Linked DNA regions of Mus musculus: all the other regions are linked to region 5. A link is a contact called in public ChIA-PET, HiCAR-type and HiChIP or PLAC-seq data. All regions are on one chromosome and are shown on one strand. The core of a region is the stretch at or near the end of the contact, and the rest is flanking DNA. Distances in the headings are between cores, read along the strand shown. Region 1 holds the start of Thy1 (thymus cell antigen 1, theta). Region 2 holds the start of Usp2 (ubiquitin specific peptidase 2). Region 3 overlaps Gm39323 (a long non-coding RNA gene). Region 4 holds the start of Cbl (Casitas B-lineage lymphoma). Region 5 holds the start of Cd3d (CD3 antigen, delta polypeptide). Region 6 overlaps Bace1 (beta-site APP cleaving enzyme 1). Region 7 holds the start of Sidt2 (SID1 transmembrane family, member 2).

Region 1 (2,700 bases), core at 73-2,572, 940 kb after region 5:
GGTCCTGTGTTCATTGCTGCCCTGCACAGGTTCTCTGCCTTCCCCACAGTGCCCTAGCTCAACACACCGGCAGGCTGTCTAGCCTGTCCTTGCCCAAGAGAGGCACAGTCTGCGAGTTCGCGAGCTCCACCTAGGCTAGGAACATCCTTTGCACAGGGCGGGCCACTCTGCCATTCTCTCTGCAGTTCAAGATCCATGGGGAAATAGACTAGGATTTCCGGATGGGCTATGGCAGTGAATGTCAGCCTGGGGTGGGGGGAGCTGCGACCAGGAGCCAGATCCCAAGGTTCTGTGGCAGAGAAAGGGGACTATTAATTAATTAATTAATTAATTTTAGAGACAAGGTCTCCTTAAGAAGCCTTGGTGAGCCTGGAACTCGTGATGTAGCCCAAGTTGATCTCAAACTCCTCCCGTCTGCTTCCGCCTCCTGATGGTTGTTGGGTGGCAAATGACTTGGATTTGATAACAGTGGGTTATGGAGGAGGGAGTGTGGGCTTGAGATTCAGGGGAGGGAAGGGGGAACACTAGAGAAAAGAATTGGGGCTGGGGCTGGAGAAGCCTGGCAGAACTAGATACAGGGGTAGCGTGATTTGGCAGAGGCGCAGCAGTGTTTTCGGCGCCCCGAATCTCATACCCAGCCCACCTAAGCCCACACCCAGACAAACTTTGCGCCCTTTCCCTGAGGCCCGGCTTGGCTAACCCCACCCTGATGCTATTTCCTCATTTTAATCTTCCTCTACCAGTTGAGATTCTCCCGCTCCCTCCCCCCTCCGCTCCCTCGCATCCTTTCTAGCTTTCCCCTCCCCCGCGCCTGCCACCCAGTCCCCTCCCGCAACATTGCGGTTTTCTTACCTGCGGTGCCCCGCACCCAGCCAGCCACGAGGTCACCCGCTGGGGACTCCCTCCAGTTTGCCACCCACCTCCTCCCTCTATTCGCACCACTAAAGCGATTTGAGCTTGGGGACCAAAGGCTGTCCTTGATGTCCTTCCTCATGGTTCTCCTCCGGCACCCACTCTTCGAAAGCGTCCGTTAGCAGGGAGAAAGCCCGTGACCCCGCACTGCCTTCCTCTCCCACCTCGACCTGGGAGCACCTTCTTTCCCCAGTTCCCGCGCCCCCATATAGGAGCGCCCTGGTATCCTTTCCCAAAACTGTAGCTGGGGAAGGCTTGCATCCTCGCCCTGCGGCGGTCCTTGCATGTGCGGGTCCCTCCCGTCGGCCTGCTCTCACCTGGACTCCCCTAGCTGCAGCCTCCTCCTGGTGCGCCAACGCCTCCAGTTGCTGCACCCAGCGCTGAAGCCCGCAGTTTTCACCAGGGGTGGGGAGAGAGGGGGGAGCAGGGAGGGACTCTAGATTCAGCCAATCGGAGGCTGAGGGAAAAGGATGGAGGGGGTGGGGTGGTCGGCGAGGGCTGACTGGAGGTGTTCCATTTGGGTGTCCGAAGTGGCTTGCTGCTACTAAAGAGGCACTCTCAGTCCTGTGATTGGGCTGACTCGCCCAGGGAAAAGACGGTTAGGGACCCTGGGGGTCGGGGTGGAGCAGTCTTCTACCCATACCCCGGGACGCTCTCCTTTTAAGGTTGTAACCCTTTCTTTGCTTGAACCTTCAGAAGCCTGGATAACCAGAGGGAGGCCCTCCAGCTTCCCCCATTCCTTTGCCTCTTGGCTGGAGATCTGCTCTTGAGCCTCCAGTGACAGGTTTTGGCTTTGGAGCCTGTTATATCAGCAAAGGGAATGGATTGGTTGTTTTCCATGTTTTCCATGCTACTGCAGCCCTTCGGAAGCAAGGCAAGGGGTGCATCTGCCTGGCTTGTTTCTGCTTCCCAGGCATCATGCCCACCTTCAGTTACTCAAAACACTTGGCCCTGTTAGGGAAACAGTGCATTCTGCTTGTAACTCCGGATCTTGAAGTCGCACCTATTTTCCTTCCTTCCTTCCTTCCTTCCTTCCTTCCTTCCTTCCTTCCTTCCTTCCTTCCTTCCTTCCTCCTGCCTGCCTGCCTGCCACTCTTTCTTTCTTTCTTCCTTTCTTTCTTTCTTTCTTTCTTTCTTTCTTTCTTTCTTTCTTTCTTTCTTTCTTTCTTTCTTTCTCTCTTTCTTTCAGATTTTCCACCAGGATTTTTCTGTGTAACTCTGGCTGTCCCAAAACTCTCTCCATAGTGCAGGCTGGTCTTGAACTCACAGAGATCCACCTGGCCCTGCCTCCTGAGTACTGGAGTTAAAAGCATGCACCACCACCTCCAGGTGAACTTGCACATTTTGGCCCAACCAGCTAGAATGTTCTCCCTTCTGTGAGTACAAGATGATCCCGTTCCGTCTCCAGACAAGGAAAGGAGGCATGCCTTCTAGCCAGCATTGCTGGGGTCATTACATCCATGGCCACTTACTAACTCCACTCCCATCCCAGCAGACTCAGCCCATCCACTCCTTGTTTCTTCATGGCTGGTTAGTAGTCAGGCTGACCAGTTGTAGGACTTGGGAACTCAAGAGCCCAGTGCTGAGCCACTCTACTCTTCAGCTAGTGGCTGAGAAAAGAGAGAACTCTCAGAATGGGGAAAGGCTGAGACCCGGTTTTGGGTCCTCAGGAATGATACCCCATCTACAGCATCAACTTGATGTCACCAAGAGGCTCTTTCTAAAACCTGTGCTAATGATTTTGTTTACAAATTATTTTTAAATGAAATTTAAAATTGTTTATACTAT
Region 2 (2,700 bases), core at 58-2,557, 910 kb after region 5:
TGTTTGGCTCCAGAGGAGCAGTTCCAGTCTACCTGTTGGAGGGCTCAGGGTTCCAGGGTGTCAAAGGCAGGCTGGACAGGGTCATGAGAGGACCATCGTTCTGGCCTCGGTGCACCTGTCTGCTCCCAAGAGGAATCTTCTGCTTCTTGATGGCTCTCCCTGGAGACTGGAAGGCCCGAGGGCTGGTGCCTCCACCCTGTCTCAGCACAAGGTACTGACTCAGACTGGGTCCTGGTGATGCACTTTGGAGGACGCCCTCATTCCAATCCTCATTCCAGAGCGGCATGCGCCTACAGCATCAAAGAGTAGGGGACATCCCCCACCCCAGGCCATCCATCAGTTCTCCATGCCTCTTGTTTTGTGGTTTGATGTGTGTGTGTGTGTGTGTGTGTGTGTGTGTGTGTGTGTGTGTGTGCAAGCTTATATGCCCGTGTTTGGGGGAGATAAGCAACCCCTACTAGAATCTTCAACTCAACTTCATTCTCAAAAGCTCTGGGGTTAAGAGCTAGGAGTTCTCTTTTCTCTGGAGAGCTAGAAACGGTTGACCAGGACTCCCCTAGGCAAGTTGCATGTCAGAGAACATTGCATGGCTGCTTTTGCTTTGGGATTGGTGAGAATTTCAAAGTTGCCTCTTTCTGATTTGGGATTGGTGGAAAATTTTTCCCTTCCGCTTAACTGCTAGCTTCCCCTAAGCCCCTTCCCCCGCTTTGGAAAACTGACCAAGAGATAGCCCCGGGATGTTTAACAACAGGGAGGTTGTTAGCTGCACACACACGTGGGGAGAGGGGGGTGTCAGGGTCCAGGGGTCATTCTCGGGCTACACAACACACAGGGCGGGGAGACCTGTACCCGCGGTTACAGTGTTTCCTCAGAACACATTGATCAGCACACAGATGGCTCTTCCTGGCACCCCGAGCTGGCAGCTGGCAGCCCCTCTCATACACTGGCACCCACAGCTGGAGTCTCCCCCTCCACACATCTGGCCCTCGCCCTACATTTCTCACGTCCAGACTGCCCAGGCTGCCTTTGACACCCTACTTTCCGAGTCTCAAAGCTGGTACTGACCCTGGCTTTTTCCTTCCCCGACCTGCGACAGGTGGCACGTACCTGCCTCTTCTCGGAGGATGGACGAGTCGAACCGGGCACAAGCATGGAGCTGCGGATGAGTCCTGGCTGGTACTGGCGCGGCGCAGCGAGCAGTGGCTGACGCAGAGGGCTCCCTGGCCTCGCTCGGTGCCTGCCCGCCTCTCCCCCACCTCCGCCGGGGGCCCAGAAAGGACCTCCCCGGGAAATCGGCGCCACCCAGCGGGCAGCAGCCTCATTGCGCCCGGGCCGGCCAAACCACACCCCGCGTTTGCGTCACTGATATACGTCATGGCTATTGGCTTGTTCCTATTGTTGCGTCAGTAGAGCCCCGCCCGGCGCGCATCTCCCAGGTAACCGGGTATATACAGAGAACCACGTGGAGAAAAAGCACGCCTGTTTGGAGCCGGTGGCGCAAGGAAAGAAGTGGACTGGAATCTGATAGGTCCTGGCGCTGGGAAGACTGAGACAGAGGGTCACTTCACGGGAAAAGGCAACATTCCAGCTTTCAGATCTTAGAGAAGGCTTTCCTACCGGGCTGGGAATGTTCTATTCCATAGACTCTTTTTCTGCCTACTTTTTTATTTTATTTATTTATATTTAAAAATGCATTTATTTAAACAACCATGTATATCTCATAGCAATATTTATAGAGCCCCATAGGTCAATCAATCAGGTAAAAAAAGATTATGTCCATTCAACACACTATCAACGTACATGACTATTCAAGTGACGCATTCTATGGGCTACTTATTAAGTACATTACTAGACATGGTGATAAGTACTTTGCATATATTAGCTTTCTCATTTAATCTTTTTAATGGTCCTGTAAAAGAACCACTATAGTCATCTATTGCACAATGTAGCTGAAGCCTAGGGAGACCATGTTCAAGTGGTAAATAAATGTCAAGTGTCTTGTACATGTCTACTAATGCAGTTCGCTTAGGTGACTACTGGGAGGACTTAGCCCAAGAAAGGATAGCATTTCATCTAAGCTATCAGGTTTAGAATAAGAAAAAAAGATGCAACTTGTATTTTAATTTTAAGCAAATGACTTTATTTTTAATCAATTAGTTATTGTGTGCAATGGTGCTTTGCTTGCATGTATGATTGATCCCCTGGAGGTGGAGTTACAGACAGTTGTAAGCTGCCATTTAGATTTTGGGAATTGAACCCTGGTCCTTTAGGAAGAGCTGACAGTGCTCTTAACTGCTGAGCCATCTATCCAGCCTGCAAACTTGACTTCTAAGAGTTATTTATTGTTAAATTAGATAACACCCCCTAAGAAAAATCAGAGTTATTCTTTTTTAAAAAATAATTTATTTTTATTTTATGTGCATTAGTGTTTGGCCTGTGTGTATGTCTGTGTGAAGGTATCAGACATTGGAGTTACAGACAGTTGTGAGCTGCCATGCGGTTGCTGGGAATTGAACCCAGGTCTTCTGGGAGAGCAGTCAGTGCTCTTAACCATTGAGCCATCCATCTCTTTAGCCCCTCTTTTTTTTTTTTTTTCCTCAAGGCAAGGTTTTTCTATGTAGTCCTGGAACTCACTCCATAGTCCAGGCTATCCTTGAATTCACAGAGATCCACCTGCCTCTGCACCAACTCACATGGTCT
Region 3 (2,700 bases), core at 192-2,691, 960 kb after region 5:
TTTTGCAGGGAGGACATAGCCATTTATTTATTCTCCACATAGAGTGTATGCAGCCTCTGGGGATGCACGTTATCAGCAGCACTTCATTTTTATGCAGCATAGTCCTTTGACTCGGGCTCGCATGCATTCCAGCTAGCCTTACATTTGCTCTGTAGTTGAGGATGGTCTTGCCTTTCTCTTCCATCTTCCTAAGCCTGGCGTTACAGGCATATGTGACTGTGGGGCAATGGGCTATGTATGCACAGACAGCCTGGTCTCCAGTCCAGTTGAGGTCTGAACCCCTGTAGGACCTGGAGGTGATAATTTTCACCTACATGGGACGGAAGGCGTTCCCTTGTGTCTCCTAGACCCCTGGCTCCTGTTGAAGTTACCACCCCCACAGCCCCCACAGGAGAAGCTGTGGCTTTTAGTCAAGTACACAATGTCCCAAGCTTCTGACCTTCAGGCTAGACTCCTCCCAGTTACCTAGCAACAACAAGATAAGAAGCCCACTATAAGAGGGGATGCTTGGCCCCTGCTTGCTCTCTTAAGCTTTTACTGTCCTTACTCTCCCTCTTACTCTCTCTCTCACTCTAAGCTTTTACCTCTCTCTCTTTAAGCTTTCTTACTCTCCAGCCTTTCTTCTCTCTCTCCTTTTTCCCCCTTTGTCCTCTTGGCCATGGCTGGTCTCTCTCTCTCTCTTACCTTTTCTCTTTCCCCCTGCCTTTCTACAATAAAACTCCAAAACCATAAACTGTGTCTGTTCATCAAGGCCCGCTGTGCTTGGACGATGGGATAGGCTTTCTCCTAAGGAGCCGTGCCTAATTTCCCGTCAGAAGGCCTTCCTGTGCTCCAGCCACGGACCGGTCTAAAGACTCTCGCCTGCGTGGGAACCTCTCTTCCTCTGCCCTCTTCCCTGGGGCCCCTATTCTGTTCTTAGCTCCTCTGCTGTATCCAGCGTGGGATGCCAGAAACTGAGAACCTGGTATGGGGGCTGTCCCTTGTCCACCCCCTGCCAAGTGGGGTCAGTGGCTTCACAGCCAGATGTTCACCTGGGGCAGAGTGGAAAGCATCTGGCAGTCCTCCTGAGTCCACCTGCCCTGAGCACAGGAACTCTGTCCGGTCGCGGGCTCTCTCCCTCCCCCTCTTCCCCTACACCCTTAGCCCGGCATGAGACCATGCCTGTTTTGTGCGGCATGTAGGCTGGTGGCAAGCACTCTACCAACTGAATTACATCCCCAGCCTTATTTTCTTTTTATTTCTCTCTCCTTTTCTCTCTCCTCCCTCCCCATCCTCCCATGGTGTATGATGTGTGTGTGTGTGTGTGTGTGTCTGTGTGTGTGTGTGTTATGTCCATGTGCTTGTGTGTGTATTTGTAAAGGCCCTGTTCTATTACCCTGTTCCCTTGAAACAAGGTCTCTCTCTGAAACTGTTGCTAGGGTGGTTGGTGCCAGCAAGCCCCAGAGATCTTCCTGTCTTCACCTCCCCCCAGAACTGGAGTTGCAGGTGTGAAACCATGTCTAGTTGTTTGATGTGGCTCATGACAATTTGAGGCCAGGTCCTCCTGCTTGTACAGGAAAAGCACTATCATCCACCGAGCCATCTCCCCAACACCCCCCTGCCTCATTTTGAAAAACTACAACCACGCCAGTGGCTGTGAGGTAGAATTTCTTTGTGAGTTTTTATGCTTTTAAAAATAATTTTGTTTATTTATTATTGTGTATAAGTGTGGGTGCTGGCTCTGAGGTGAGTGGACAACTTTGTGAAGTTAATTCTCTCTTTCCACCTTCATGCGGGCTCTGGGGATTGAACTCAGGTCATCAGCCTTGCACACACACACCTTTTCCCACTGAGCCATATCACAGCTTGCTTCTTATGGTTTTGATTGGCATTTCATAAATGGCTAATTATGCTAAGCATCTTTTCATGTGTCTGTGGACCATTTATGAATGATCTTTTGAGAAATGACTAATCAAGATTCTGTCCAGCCAGGTGAGGTAGTACATGCCTTTAGTCCCAGCACTCAGGAGGTAGAGGCAGGTGGTACATAGGAAAATCGTGTTCCCAAAAAACAAAAAAGAAGTAAAAAAATACTTTTCCCATTTAAAACTCTATATTGCTAGCCTCTTTGCTTTTGAATTCTAAGAGTTTTGTCCACTAGAGCCACAGTCTTTTGTCTCTTATTAGAACACTGATTCCGGGGCAGAAAGATACAGTGGGTGAAGCCTTAGGGCCCAGTTCAATCCCTGGGACCCATGTGATACAAAGAGAACTGACTCCCACAGATTGTCTTCTGACCTCTACCCCCATCATATAGACACTCAAATGAACAAATTAATTACAAAGGTCATTAATTCTATCAGATTGGAGGCCCCCACCCTTACCCAATCTTATGACCTCACCCAATTTTAGTTACTTCTTTATGTTGTTACACTGGGAGTTAGGGCTTTAACATGTGCATTTGGGGAGGCACAAATGTTTAGTATGAAGTAGCTTATTTTTCACTTTTAATTTTTCAATTTGTCTTTCTAGGATTAAGTAATAGGTTTCATTATGGGACTTTCATGTACATGGGTAGCTTTGTTCTTCAAAATTATTCTTTAAATGTTTTGTTGTATTTGTTAATTATCTATCTATCTATGTGTGCTCATGTGTGCATGTGTATGGCTACTTGTGTGCCATAGCTCAAATGTGGAGGTCAGAGAACAACTTGAGAAACTG
Region 4 (2,700 bases), core at 82-2,581, 750 kb after region 5:
TTTCTGAGTTCGAGGCCAGCCTGGTCTACAGAGTGAGTTCCAGGTCAGCCAGGACTACACAGAGAAACCCTGTCTCGAAAAAAAAAAAAAAAAATGACTGATTTGCAACCCAAAGTTGTGGGACTGAATAATTCTGGTGTTCAGAGACTGTTTTCTTTCTTCAAGTACTGGACAAGTTCAACAACCTACCAGCCAAAGGCTTGGTGGCAGAACTGAGTACTTAATGTCACCAAATGGTTTTGGAGCTAAAAAAATATTAGCAAACCAAGGTTGGGTACTTTCTTCTTCTTTGGAAAAGAAGTTCCTATTTTCAAAGTACTTCTAGTGAAGTCTGAAGATTAGGGAAGTGAAGGTGTCCGGGAGCTGAATTTCTGTTCCCTCCATGCAAGTGGCTCACAGCCTCTGTGGGCGGGGCCTCGTGCCGCCAGCGCATTCCGCTGAGCAATAGAATATCTTTAAAGTACATATTCAGTTCCCAGAAAAGGAATTGCTCTTCAGAAAGAAAAAGATCAAAAGGAAGTTACTTGTTTTAAAAAGGTTAAAAAGTCTGGAAGAAGCGCGTGAGACGCGAGTGTCCTTAACCTTAAACCTTTATGTGACTTAGTCTGCAAAAAGCTGCAGCAACTGAATTCCCAACCTTTGAGGGTTATAAATACCAAGGCGATTTTTAATCCCTGCGCTCGGGAGGTAGAGGCATGTGAATCTCTGTGAGTTCAGAGCCACCCTGGTCTACACAGCGAGTTCCAAGGCAGCCAGGGCTACATGGTGAAACAAGATGGTGGAATAGGGATATAGCTCAAGGTGGGGTACTTGTCTAGGATGTGTGAGGTCGTAGGTTCAATTCCAATCACCACAAAAATAAAAACACTAAGGGGAAGAAAACGAACTTTGGCTTTCTTTTTCCATCTTTCCACAAGATGAGGCAGATAACTCGAAGCTCAATATCCACATTTAGAAGACTCCTTCCATCCCTACCCGTCTTAATCCGAGCACAGCCATGACTCAACTCCCGGAGGCAACAAGCCCAGGCCACAACGAACATGGACGGCCAGGCTTCTCTTCTGCCTAGTGCGCAGGTTCTACCTTGGACCCCACCTCTTTCCTTCCATTCCTCTCTTCTCCAGCAGAGGGCGCAGGCACTGAGTTTTCTTTGGGCTCCGCCCCGCCCGTCCCAGTGGGTCAGGGCGGGAGCAGTGGGCGCGGAAACTTGGTCGAGGCTTTCCGGGAGCCGCGGGGCACGCGGGTGCACGCGAGCTCGTGCGCGCGTTGGGGGTCGCCGCGGCGTGCCGTGCTTGCCCGTCTCCGGCGCGCGCCCCCGCGTTGCGCCGGCCGCGCTCGCGCCCGCGCAGGGGCGCGCCTCAGGGCGGGCGCCTCCCTCTCACTCCCTGGGCTGCGAGCGCCGGCGGTGGTTGCCGGAGAGGCCCCTCCTTCTCGCCCGGCTCCATTCCCTCGCTCGCGGCCGAGCGGGCTCCCGACCCTCCGCTGGCCATGGCCGGCAACGTGAAGAAGAGCTCGGGCGCCGGCGGCGGCGGCTCTGGGGGCTCGGGAGCGGGCGGCCTGATCGGGCTCATGAAGGACGCCTTCCAGCCGCACCACCACCACCACCACCTCAGCCCGCACCCTCCCTGCACGGTGGACAAGAAGATGGTGGAGAAGTGCTGGAAGCTCATGGACAAGGTGAGCGGCCTGCGGGCGCGCGCGGCGCCGGGTGGGCGTGGGCGGTGGGGCGCCAGGGAGGGCTGCCGTTGGCAGTTGGGAACGTTGAGGTGTGGGGGAGCCAGACAAAGATGGGGTGGGGGCTGGGGGAGGGCTGGTCACCGCGCCACCCGGGCGGAAGTGCGATGGGGGTGCGGAGCTTGGGGATGTGGGTCGTCGAGTGAGCCCCGGGAGGTGGGCCTGGGGTGCTGGGGGTGGGATGTGTGTTGGATCTGCCGGCTACGGCTCCGGGTTTGGAAGAGGAGTCGCCCTGGGTGAGGGACTTGGGTTCAGGAGGCGGCCCGGCTGACTGCGGTCAGGGTGAGCTTATAGTTTTTTCTCATTAAGATGTAGCACACAGATCAAAGAAAAAGAGGTGGGTTTAAATGGGGGCAGGGAAGGAAGGAACTTCCCTTCTCCGCTAAGGATGGCTTAAGTTTTTGTCTTGCAAAGTGTTGGATGTAATCCATCGCTGCTGCTGAGATAGGCACTGGTTAAACCACAAGTTCTGGTTAGAACCATTATCTTTCGAAAGGTGGACTGACTGAGCGTGCTGAATTAATAGTCTGACTTCTACAGAACTTCCTGCTTGCTCTCGGTGCTTTTCGCTGGGCTGTAGTGTTTGATTTTTGTAACGGGCCTACCTGCTTATTATTTAAGACCCCTTTGATAGCCATTATAAAATCAGGTGCGGGGGTGGGGTTGCCTATGGTTAGCCCTTTAAGTCTGTCAATCAGGAGAATCTTACTTCCTTACAGTTGAGCCTGTATAATGTAGTCTTGTAGTTGGCCCCAGTACTTAAACGTGAATACACAATCTTGTCTTAACATTTTGTTGGAAGTCAGTGCTCTGTTTCCTTAACTCTTACCACAGTTATTATTTTTTTCAACATTCCTACTGCAGATAAATGTGATTAGGAGGCCCCGGCATGTAAGTGAATGGTGTTATTTCCTCCGGAGTAAATTTGGTTTTCTTTGGTTCCTCTCTGGGCCTAGGTTCCTCTTC
Region 5 (2,700 bases), core at 104-2,603:
GTCATACACAGTCCAGCCTTAAGCCTGACTTGTTGCTATTTTAAATAGCAGCATAGTAAAATACCCGTATCAGAAAAGAGCAGCTTGTAGACAACTTATACAGAGAACATTAATTGTGCTGAAATTCTCAAACCCTAGCTAGTTTCTGGGTTGAGCGGTTCCTGTCCCTCCTGTGCCCCTATAATTTTTACTGTCTTTGCCATGCTTGCTTAAGGAGAAAGGGCCACCAATATGTATCAAATCTGCTCCTGAGGCTCTAAGTACATCAAGTCTGGTGGGAGAGGTGAAAGGCTGTGGGCACAGTGAGCCTTCCCAGCCCAGAGGGCACTGCCATGCCTTATGTCTACAGCCAGCCTTCCCTGGAGTCTGTGTGTCTCTGAGCTTCATTACTTAGTTACTGATCTGAACAAAAGAGCACCCTCCAGAAAACTCCAAAATGGCTGCCCCTGCCTCTGAAGCAGGAACATATATGAGCATGCTGGAGAAGAGAGGTGTATGTAATTCTTCTCCTCTTAAAGTCCCGTCTTCTTTGGAGTTACGTCCAGTAGAAATCTCTGGTGGCCAGGACAGCTCTTAGAGTAACCATTTGACCCAGTTTTCCTGGGACGGCTGAGCTCTGAGATGTGAGCTTCGCAGTGTTATTTTGGAGTTTGTTTGGTTTGGGTTTTTTGCACTCCTTGAGTCCTACCCCCGTGTTATCTACCCAGCCTGCTTTTCTGTTTTAAAAGCAAACAAACTGAGAAAGAGTTGGCACTTAGGACTTACAGACTTTAATATAACATACCCTCTGCCTGTCCTTCCCATTCAGCTAAAGCTAACTTTTCTCTTAAAGATCGCTTCTAAATTCTGAGCCGAGCCGTGGCTCCGGGTGGTCACATGACCAAGAATCCTACTCCAAGAGGCCATTTGCCTTAGACGATGCAATGGGTATAACTTCATTACTAGTTTTAGGCCTAGGGACATACAATATGGAACCATTTCCTACAAATGTCTGGTCCAAGGAGTTTGGGGACACCATCACGACCAATGTGAGCCTTGACTAGAGCAGGTCAAAGCCGAATGCTTGTTTCCTATGCCCTAGCCTTGCCCTTTTATCTTCCCCAGCTTGGTAAACGAGATGCACTATCCAGTGGACTTCTCCCAGTGACAATGCCCCTCACGGGTCCATCCTCCACACAGCTGAAGAGGCCTCCCTTACCTTGGGGGAGAACAGCAATCAGTATCAGACTAGCCAGAATCCCGCTGTGTTCCATCTTCCAGAGGGAATCATGCAACAAATAGAGGCAAGCCACAGGATGATCAGCCAGGGTTAGCACTATCCTCCGCCAACAGACTCATGGGTATTCAGAAAAAGGAAGAGTGGGGGAGGAACTAGAAGAAATCTGCCTCTCTACCTTCTGCCTTTGATGGTGTAAGACTGTCAAAGCAACAGTGGGCTAGGTGTGGGGTAAAACACAAACAGGTGCAAACTGCTCTTTCTGAAGCAAAGATTTTGGGATGATTGATACAAAGCAGAGACTATGAGGAAAGTTTGTTCAGAATTCTAGGAAGTGTAAGGGAATTTAGAATAGCCTTTCCTGGTAACAAAAAACAAATAGCAATAGTCACTGGTAACAAACAAAGAAGATTTTGGGCTTCCTATGAACAATACAACTACATTTACTCACAAACAAGGAAGTGCCACCTCTTTAGATCCACTGAGAGAAACTATTACACAAGCCACATTAGCAGATCCTCTTGTTTCTGATCAGTCTCAGGACCCTTCACAGGACACTCTGGGACACCACATCAAGCTGCTTCTAGCCAGTGGGAAGATGGACTTGAGAAGCCCTCATCCAGACATCGGAATCCTAGGTCCAGCACATAGTACCCATGCATGGAGTGTCTCAGAGCTTGTCTCCCTCAGCATCACTCTAAGGATTGGGGGAGGAGTGTTTGCATCATGCCAGCCACATTAAGCCATCTCAGTATGAGAGTCTTCTTAACAATATAATCAATCCACTCATTTGTAGAATCGATCCTCCCCAGGAGACAATAGACTTTTCTACCATGTGCTGTGGGGATCTAACTTTCCACACTGCTATAATCAGAAGGTCATCTGTCTGGGGACAAAATTATCCTTTGTGCCTGGAATCACATAGGAATTCTGTGAATTTCTGTTATGCATTGACTGGCTAAAGGAGACAATAGCCTGAGACCCTGGAACTAGCCCAGGGTCATACACCAAGAAATAAGCTAGTTGTCCCGTTGGGATGTTCTCTTCTAGGTGGGTACCACTTAGATGTTCTCAAAAGAACAGTGTCAAAAATCTCTTAAGGAAGGTCTACTCTAAGATGCTTTTCCATTCAGAACTCCAGTCTCATACATGGAAAAGTTCTGCCTAAACCCATGAGTTCTGGGATCAAGTGACAAACAAGTCCAGACCTAGCCAGAAGAACAGGCAGGAACATTCATCACTGTCATCGAGAAAAAGGCTCAGTGGAGTCTTCAACCTATTGCGCATAGAGGTTCTAGTGGTAAAGGGGTTTCCAAGTGGGAATCTAGAACCTCATCCCCTGCCACCTGCTATCCTGCAAGCCTTAACAACAACAAAAGAGAAAACGAGATAAGTCAGAGCATCAACACCCCTGCTGGGGCCCCTGCTGCCCACACTCTACAGGAGAGGGCGGAGACACCTGGTATTGCCTCTACTCAGAGTCC
Region 6 (2,700 bases), core at 82-2,581, 870 kb before region 5:
TGTCCACCAGGATGTTGAGCTGTCAGAGAAAGGGGAGAGAAAAGACATTGCAGACAGACGGCTCTGGACCCACCGGCCTGTGGTCCTGGTGGACCTGTCCACGGAATAAGAGCAGCCAGGCCGACAGCACTGGCACCAAGGCCACAGGCAGACTTTGAGGGTCCTCCTGAGCCTCAGAGACTGCACTTGCGTCTGTCTGTGACATGCTAGTGTTTCCTGTCACCTGATCGTCACTATTTCTCTCTGCCATCAAGAGGCCTCTGCTGCGGCTGATCCACTCCATCTGGCACTGGCAAGGAAAGATGTGTGGGATCAGTGGGTAGGGCACATTGGTACCCAGGTGTGTGTGGGACTCCATGCCCCACACCCATAATGTGGTTTCTCCTGAGTTACTTAAGCTTATGTGTGCCATCGTCAGAAAGAATGGGCATCCAGGAGTGCCATGGCTGAGAGTGGACAGACAGCTGTGTCTCTGTCCTGGCTGTGTGTGCACAGCTCTCTCCTAGCACCTCTACTAATGTGTCCCCCGCTCTACTGCTTGTGATCAACTCCTCTTAATGAAAGGAATCATATTCTTTTCCTTTTCAAAGAGGATTGGACCATCCTCTTTAAATTGTAAAAACCAAAGAGAACATTACACTCATGAAAAACCCAAATAAACTCTGTATCTTCATTTGCTTTCAATTACCTGTGCTCATCACTGATTTTAGAAGTCGCTTAACTAATAAAGGAAAAAAATAGCAGCCTCTTCTGTTTGGTTACCCACCTTGGTAAGGGTTGTTCAGGATTTTGGTTGTTGTTTTAAAATTGTTTTTCAAACCTGGAGATGCCTTCTAGGTCAAACTGGTTGAAACCACTGACCCTGGACTCCCAAAAATGACCAGATGATATCACAGAGCCAAAACCGCTGTCCGCAAATCCTGCCAATGTATGCATCCTGTGATGAGTCATGAAGTTTATGCATGTGCAGACTGTCCCTCATTTCACCTTTCCTTACCTGCAGTCACTTTCCACTGTGACTTGTATTAGCTTCCACCATGGTGACACCTGCCTAAAGCAACTTAGGAAAGTGTAAAAATGTATTTTGTGTCTCTGGTTTCCTCCTCCTCTTCCTTCTTTTCTTCCTTCTCTTCCTTGCCTTTTTTTTTTTTTTTTAAAAGAAGGGTCTCCTGTCACCCAAAATGGCTCTTGAGCTCACTTTGAAACTGAGAGTGACTTTGATCCTTTATTCTTCCCCAACCTCCAGGATGCTGAGGCACATGCCACCCACCGTGTGCCTGCCCCTTCCTCCCCACCTCAACTACATAGCTTAGGGTTTCAGATGTTTCAGTCTGTGGTCACTAGGCCACATTGCTTTGGTATGTGTCAACATAGTACGTCGTGTGACAAAGGGGACCTGCCACCGCAGCCAAGAAGCAGAGGAAGAGGAAGGAGCCAGAGTCCTAATATCTCCTCCTAGAGTATACCCCCAGTTACCTGACTTCCTCCCACTAGCACCACACTGAAAACACATGGTCCGTTGGGGTACAGTTTAGATCCAAGTTATAGCAACCCTGTTTCTTTATCACACAAGCATCCTTCAACCTGATCTTCTCCAGAAGCCAGCTTTAGTCTGAGGGTTCCTCACCTCCCCATTTAGCCACCTCACAAATGAAATTAGCTTTGTAAAACTAACTATGAAGCAGAGTGCATACATAGCAGGCCAGGTGCAGTCAGACTCTGATGGCCTGACCCTGCCCTCAGCCACACCAGACCGTGATGTTTTTGCTGTATAGGAGGATCAGGGAAAGGGCCCTGTCCTCAGGAAAACCCAGCAGCCTGTCATGGACTCTCTCTGCCCTCTCTCTCCCTGCACCTCAGCTTTCCCAGTGGCCTTCCCTTCCTTTCTCAGTGAAGTCAGCAAAGCTCTGACCTAGTCACCTTGCGAAGGTCACCATGGTCATGAGCTTGTTTTGTCCCATCTGCCAGGCCCTTTCCTGGCTTCAGGGCTCAGCAGTGCCCATGGGCTGTGCTGGCTGATTCCAATGCCAGCTTAGGTTTTCTGATCACCCCCAAAGCCTCCCCTACATTGATGGCCAAGCCGTGAATCCTACCTCAGACCTCCTCTCCGGCTCCCACTCCTGGCTGGGCTCCCATTTTCCTCCCTGCCTGCTTCTCCCCACCTCTACTTCTGTGCCTCTCCCTGGTTTCTGGGCAGCCACCAGTTAACAGTGGCTGTGCTTTTAAAATAATCGATAGAGCCTGGAGGCTCCGCATGGCAGATTTCAACCAGCTGGGTTAATGGTTAAAAGGCCTCACCCCGCTTACCGGGACCCCTTTCTGTACCTTTAGGGCTTAGCTTTGAGCACCAGAAATGGGTCCCCTCCTGACACAGTCCCTGTAACCTGTTCATGGGAGGGACACTACTTGGGATCTGTGTAAAGGCTAGCTTGAGCAGATTGGCCACTTCTTTACACTAGACTGAAACCTCTATCCAGGGACCCCGTTGTCCAGGGCCTTTTCCTGTCTCTCCTCTCTTCAGAGTTCCTCCTTCTCTACCACAAGGTCCTGAGCCTTGTTTTCTCTCTGGTCCCAGTCTGACTCTTCCACCTGAGGAAGGTTTCTCTCAGACAAACAGGGCTAAGGCCAAGAAAGAACAACTTTCCTCACTCCTGGGCCCCTCTCCTTCCCCAGCCTGCCCTTTTCCAGGGCTTCAGACTC
Region 7 (2,700 bases), core at 161-2,660, 970 kb before region 5:
GTGTGTGTATGTGTGTGTCTGTGTGTCTGTGTGTGTGTCTGTGTTCTTTGTAATGACCTTTAATTACATATTGTGTATATGTGTATGTTTCAGAGGTGCTACAGCATGCATGTGGAGGGCGGATGACAACTTGCAGAGTCAGGTTTTTCCCCTCTTCCACCTTTTGGGTCCCAGAGATGGTCATCAGGCATCTTGGCAAGCACCCGCACCCACTGAGACACTTCATCCACCCTTGTACATGTGTGTGTGTGTGTGTGTGTGTGTGTGTATATATATATATATAATTTATTATTGTTCATGTGTCTGTGTGTGAAGTGCGCAAGCACATGTTGCCAGGTGTCTGTGGAAGTCAGAGAACAAATTTGTGGAGTTAGTTCTCTCCTCCCTGGTGTAGAGCTCAGGCCGGGCTTTCCATGGCAAGTGCCTCTTCCTGATAAGCCATCTCAGCTCGGTTCTTGTGCATATTTTCCTATTTATGTCTGAAGTTTGGATTATATACCACTTATATAATGTTATTCTTGAATTCCCTCCTTAGATGTCCCTTTGATGGTATTAAGAATCTATCTGCTTAACTTCATAGTAGTATCTCTGACCACCTCTTCCTTCACTGTGAACAAGCAGTTTCCTTTGAGCTTTCTCAAGATCACAGGGATGCAAATTGCTGTCCCCATATTTTATTTGTATTTCTTATTCGTAGGACACAGTCCCTGGAGTGGAATGACTGGGTTGAAGGGTATAGAGCTCTTTTAAGCCTAAGCCAAAACAGTTCCTCAGAAAGGTTTTTGCCAGTTGACAACGAAAGGTCAGAATCTTTCCGTGGGCTTTGTTCAAACAAACAAAGCAGTTTCTGCAGAGTAGGGACAGAGCTCACAGGTTGGAAGGCATCCTGGTTATGGTGCCCTGGTTCTGGTTATCCCCTCTACTGTGAGAGGGGAGCGGCCGCTGAGCTGCTCTCAGTGGGCAGGCGCTTTTATGAGCCAATGAGGGAAAAAGAATGATGCTGGGGTAATGATTTTGGAGCACAATTCCTGTCTTGAGCAAAGAAATCATCTGTCAGCAAGACCCTGCACTTACTGGGCTCTGTGAATCTTGCCAGCAATGCCAACACCCAGCAGTAGAGGTGGGAGGAGGATCAGGCGTTCAAGACTCTCCAAACTTACACGACCAGTTCCAGACCAGCCTGAGTTATGTGAGCCGTCTCAAAAAGCCAAAAAAACGCGGACCACAAAAGCAAGAATCCAATACTTAGTGATCCTTCGTGAAAAACCCAACTCCAGACGCTCACAGGACAGCGAAGGAAGGAGGCGGCGACGGCTGCGTGGGAAGTAGAGGCAGCCTGGCCCTTTAAATCCGCGTCGGTTTCCCATGACGTAAGCGGGCGGGCACAGCCCGCTGTTTACCGCGGCGCAGCTCCTGGTAGCTCCGAGTTCTGCGCCGCGTCCGCCGCCCTTAAAGGGCCCGCGTCCGGGAAGCCTTCGGGCCAGGGCCACCGCCGCCTCGGCTCTCCGGGCGCGAGCGGACGCCGGGTCTCCAGCCGGGCTGGGCCGGGCTGGGCCGGGCTGGGGTAGCGGGTCGCGGTGCCGCCCTCGCGAGCCGGGATCCGCGCGAGGCCCAGGAGCGGCTCCAGGGAGGGGACGCGTCCTATCTGAGGCCGGGGTTAAAGTTCTGGTCCCGGTGAGATGCTGGAAGCTGCTGCGGCAGCCGCAACGCGCCCGGTCGCCGTCCCGTCGCCAATCCCCGCCGTCCCGGGCCATGATCGCCTGGCGTCTGCCCTTGTGCGTGCTCTTGGTGGCCTCCGTCGAGAGCCACCTGGGGGCCCTGGGGCCCAAGAACGTCTCGCAGAAAGACGCGGAGTTTGAGCGCACCTACGCGGACGACGTCAACAGCGAGCTGGTCAACATCTACACCTTCAACCACACCGTGACCCGCAACCGGGTGAGCGCGGGACTCCACGGGCGGCCGAGCGGGTGGGCGCCCGGCCTGGACTTGATGCTGCCCCTTTCCTCTCCGCCAGCCTTTGAGCCGCCCTCCCCCTGCCAAGACCTGGTTTCCACCAGCATTCCCGGGCAGCTCCAGCGGGGCAGCTTGGGAAGTTCCCTGCCACCAGCTGTGATCAGGACCGGTCTGGTCTGCTCTGTGACCTGGCTCTCAATCTAGCTCTCAGTCTGTGAGGTCGGGGTGAGGGGAAAACAGGCTCCCAGCCTTGCGTGGCTCAGACAACTCCAGATGGGGCCAACTTAGAATTGAAAGAGCTCGGTCACAGGGAGGTGAAGGAGACAGACCTCCTTGCCTCAGAAAGCCAGCTGGCCTTGTAAGTTGAAGGTGACAAGATAAGGCCCTCGAAGGCTGAGTGGCAAGAGAAAAGGGAGTTTGTTTCTAAGACAGAACTATCTCCGACTTCTTACTCATTTCTTCCCAGTAGTGAAAGTAGAAAGAAGGCTGGCAGAGCTGGGCCCAGGCAGAGCACAGCCTGGGAGATTCTTGCTGCCTGGCTGTGTGGCCTGCCTAGCTCTCTTGCTCATTCTCCAAGGCCCGATCTGGATTGACTCGGAAGCACTGGAGTTGAGGAGGAGGCACCTGAGGCTTTCTTTGGGAGGGAGAGGAGTTTGGTTTCTGGCAGGCCATGATCAACCATCAGGATCCATTTCCTTGAAGTCTGATCTCCCCTTTTGAGTACCATTTCCAGGATCATCCCGGAAG

Evidence for each region. ChIA-PET counts read pairs in DNA pulled down with a chosen protein or histone mark. HiCAR-type assays count read pairs that join an accessible place to other places. HiChIP or PLAC-seq counts read pairs in DNA pulled down with a chosen protein or histone mark.
Region 1: an H3K27ac HiChIP or PLAC-seq map of regulatory T cell precursor shows a contact between it and region 5, with 7 times the contacts expected there. The contact joins the promoter of Thy1 here to the promoter of Cd3d in region 5. A contact is called at or near these places in 1 of 39 promoter capture datasets (hematopoietic stem and progenitor cells), 2 of 115 datasets of contacts at active chromatin or transcription factors (regulatory T cell precursor and thymic regulatory T cells) and 1 of 9 other capture datasets (liver).
Region 2: an RNA polymerase II ChIA-PET map of memory CD8 T cells shows a contact between it and region 5, with 55 read pairs. The contact joins the promoter of Usp2 here to the promoter of Cd3d in region 5. A contact is called at or near these places in 1 of 39 promoter capture datasets (hematopoietic stem and progenitor cells), 1 of 115 datasets of contacts at active chromatin or transcription factors (memory CD8 T cells) and 1 of 9 other capture datasets (liver).
Region 3: a contact with region 5 is called in an H3K27ac HiChIP or PLAC-seq map of regulatory T cell precursor, with 8 times the contacts expected there. The contact joins the enhancer-like site here to the promoter of Cd3d in region 5. A contact is called at or near these places in 1 of 39 promoter capture datasets (liver), 2 of 484 Hi-C or Micro-C datasets (CD4 T cells and CD8 T cells), 1 of 115 datasets of contacts at active chromatin or transcription factors (regulatory T cell precursor) and 1 of 9 other capture datasets (liver).
Region 4: an RNA polymerase II ChIA-PET map of memory CD8 T cells shows a contact between it and region 5, with 95 read pairs. The contact joins the promoter of Cbl here to the promoter of Cd3d in region 5. A contact is called at or near these places in 1 of 39 promoter capture datasets (liver), 3 of 115 datasets of contacts at active chromatin or transcription factors (memory CD8 T cells, regulatory T cell precursor and thymic regulatory T cells) and 1 of 9 other capture datasets (liver).
Region 6: a contact with region 5 is called in an RNA polymerase II ChIA-PET map of memory CD8 T cells, with 8 read pairs. The contact joins the enhancer-like site here to the promoter of Cd3d in region 5. A contact is called at or near these places in 1 of 39 promoter capture datasets (hippocampal neurons), 2 of 115 datasets of contacts at active chromatin or transcription factors (large pre-B cells and memory CD8 T cells) and 2 of 9 other capture datasets (embryonic stem cells and macrophages).
Region 7: a HiCAR-type map of astrocytes shows a contact between it and region 5, with 2.5 times the contacts expected there. The contact joins the promoter of Sidt2 here to the promoter of Cd3d in region 5. A contact is called at or near these places in 2 of 39 promoter capture datasets (hippocampal neurons and pre-B cells), 2 of 115 datasets of contacts at active chromatin or transcription factors (astrocytes and embryonic stem cells) and 1 of 9 other capture datasets (pancreatic islet).

What each region holds. Positions count from the first base shown.
Region 1 is chr9:44,042,006-44,044,705 of GRCm38.p6, reverse strand. It overlaps Thy1 (thymus cell antigen 1, theta), which reads right to left and starts at 1,322. Exons shown (of 4, transcript NM_009382.3): 1 at 1,230-1,322. It overlaps Gm39323 (a long non-coding RNA gene), which reads left to right and starts at 2,522. Exons shown (of 3, transcript XR_870686.2): 1 at 2,522-2,700.
Region 2 is chr9:44,065,628-44,068,327 of GRCm38.p6, reverse strand. It overlaps Usp2 (ubiquitin specific peptidase 2), which reads right to left and starts at 1,307. Exons shown (of 13, transcript NM_198092.2): 1 at 1,108-1,307. It overlaps Gm39325 (a long non-coding RNA gene), which reads left to right. Exons shown (of 3, transcript XR_870690.2): 3 at 1,097-2,003.
Region 3 is chr9:44,021,077-44,023,776 of GRCm38.p6, reverse strand. The region is part of intron 1 of Gm39323 (a long non-coding RNA gene); the gene reads left to right. Among named protein-coding and RNA genes, the nearest start is that of Gm39323, 20 kb to the left of the region's middle. Within about 2 kb of position 1,441, at least 35 of the 459 cell types and tissues checked have an H3K27ac peak or open chromatin away from gene starts, as enhancers often do. A contact at or near this core is called in CD8 T cells and regulatory T cell precursor, where this site is marked.
Region 4 is chr9:44,232,677-44,235,376 of GRCm38.p6, reverse strand. Cbl (Casitas B-lineage lymphoma) reads left to right here and starts at 1,331. Exons shown (of 16, transcript NM_007619.2): 1 at 1,331-1,677. The coding sequence starts at 1,489.
Region 5 is chr9:44,980,439-44,983,138 of GRCm38.p6, reverse strand. Cd3d (CD3 antigen, delta polypeptide) reads right to left here and starts at 1,353. Exons shown (of 5, transcript NM_013487.3): 1 at 1,199-1,353. The coding sequence starts at 1,253.
Region 6 is chr9:45,850,207-45,852,906 of GRCm38.p6, reverse strand. Bace1 (beta-site APP cleaving enzyme 1) reads right to left here. Exons shown (of 9, transcript NM_011792.6): 2 at 1-19. Among named protein-coding and RNA genes, the nearest start is that of Bace1, 13 kb to the right of the region's middle. Within about 2 kb of position 1,331, at least 119 of the 459 cell types and tissues checked have an H3K27ac peak or open chromatin away from gene starts, as enhancers often do. A contact at or near this core is called in memory CD8 T cells, where this site is marked.
Region 7 is chr9:45,953,959-45,956,658 of GRCm38.p6, reverse strand. It overlaps Sidt2 (SID1 transmembrane family, member 2), which reads left to right and starts at 1,410. Exons shown (of 26, transcript NM_172257.4): 1 at 1,410-1,935. The coding sequence starts at 1,753. It overlaps A830035O19Rik (RIKEN cDNA A830035O19 gene), which reads right to left and starts at 2,673. Exons shown (of 1, transcript NR_152206.1): 1 at 661-2,673.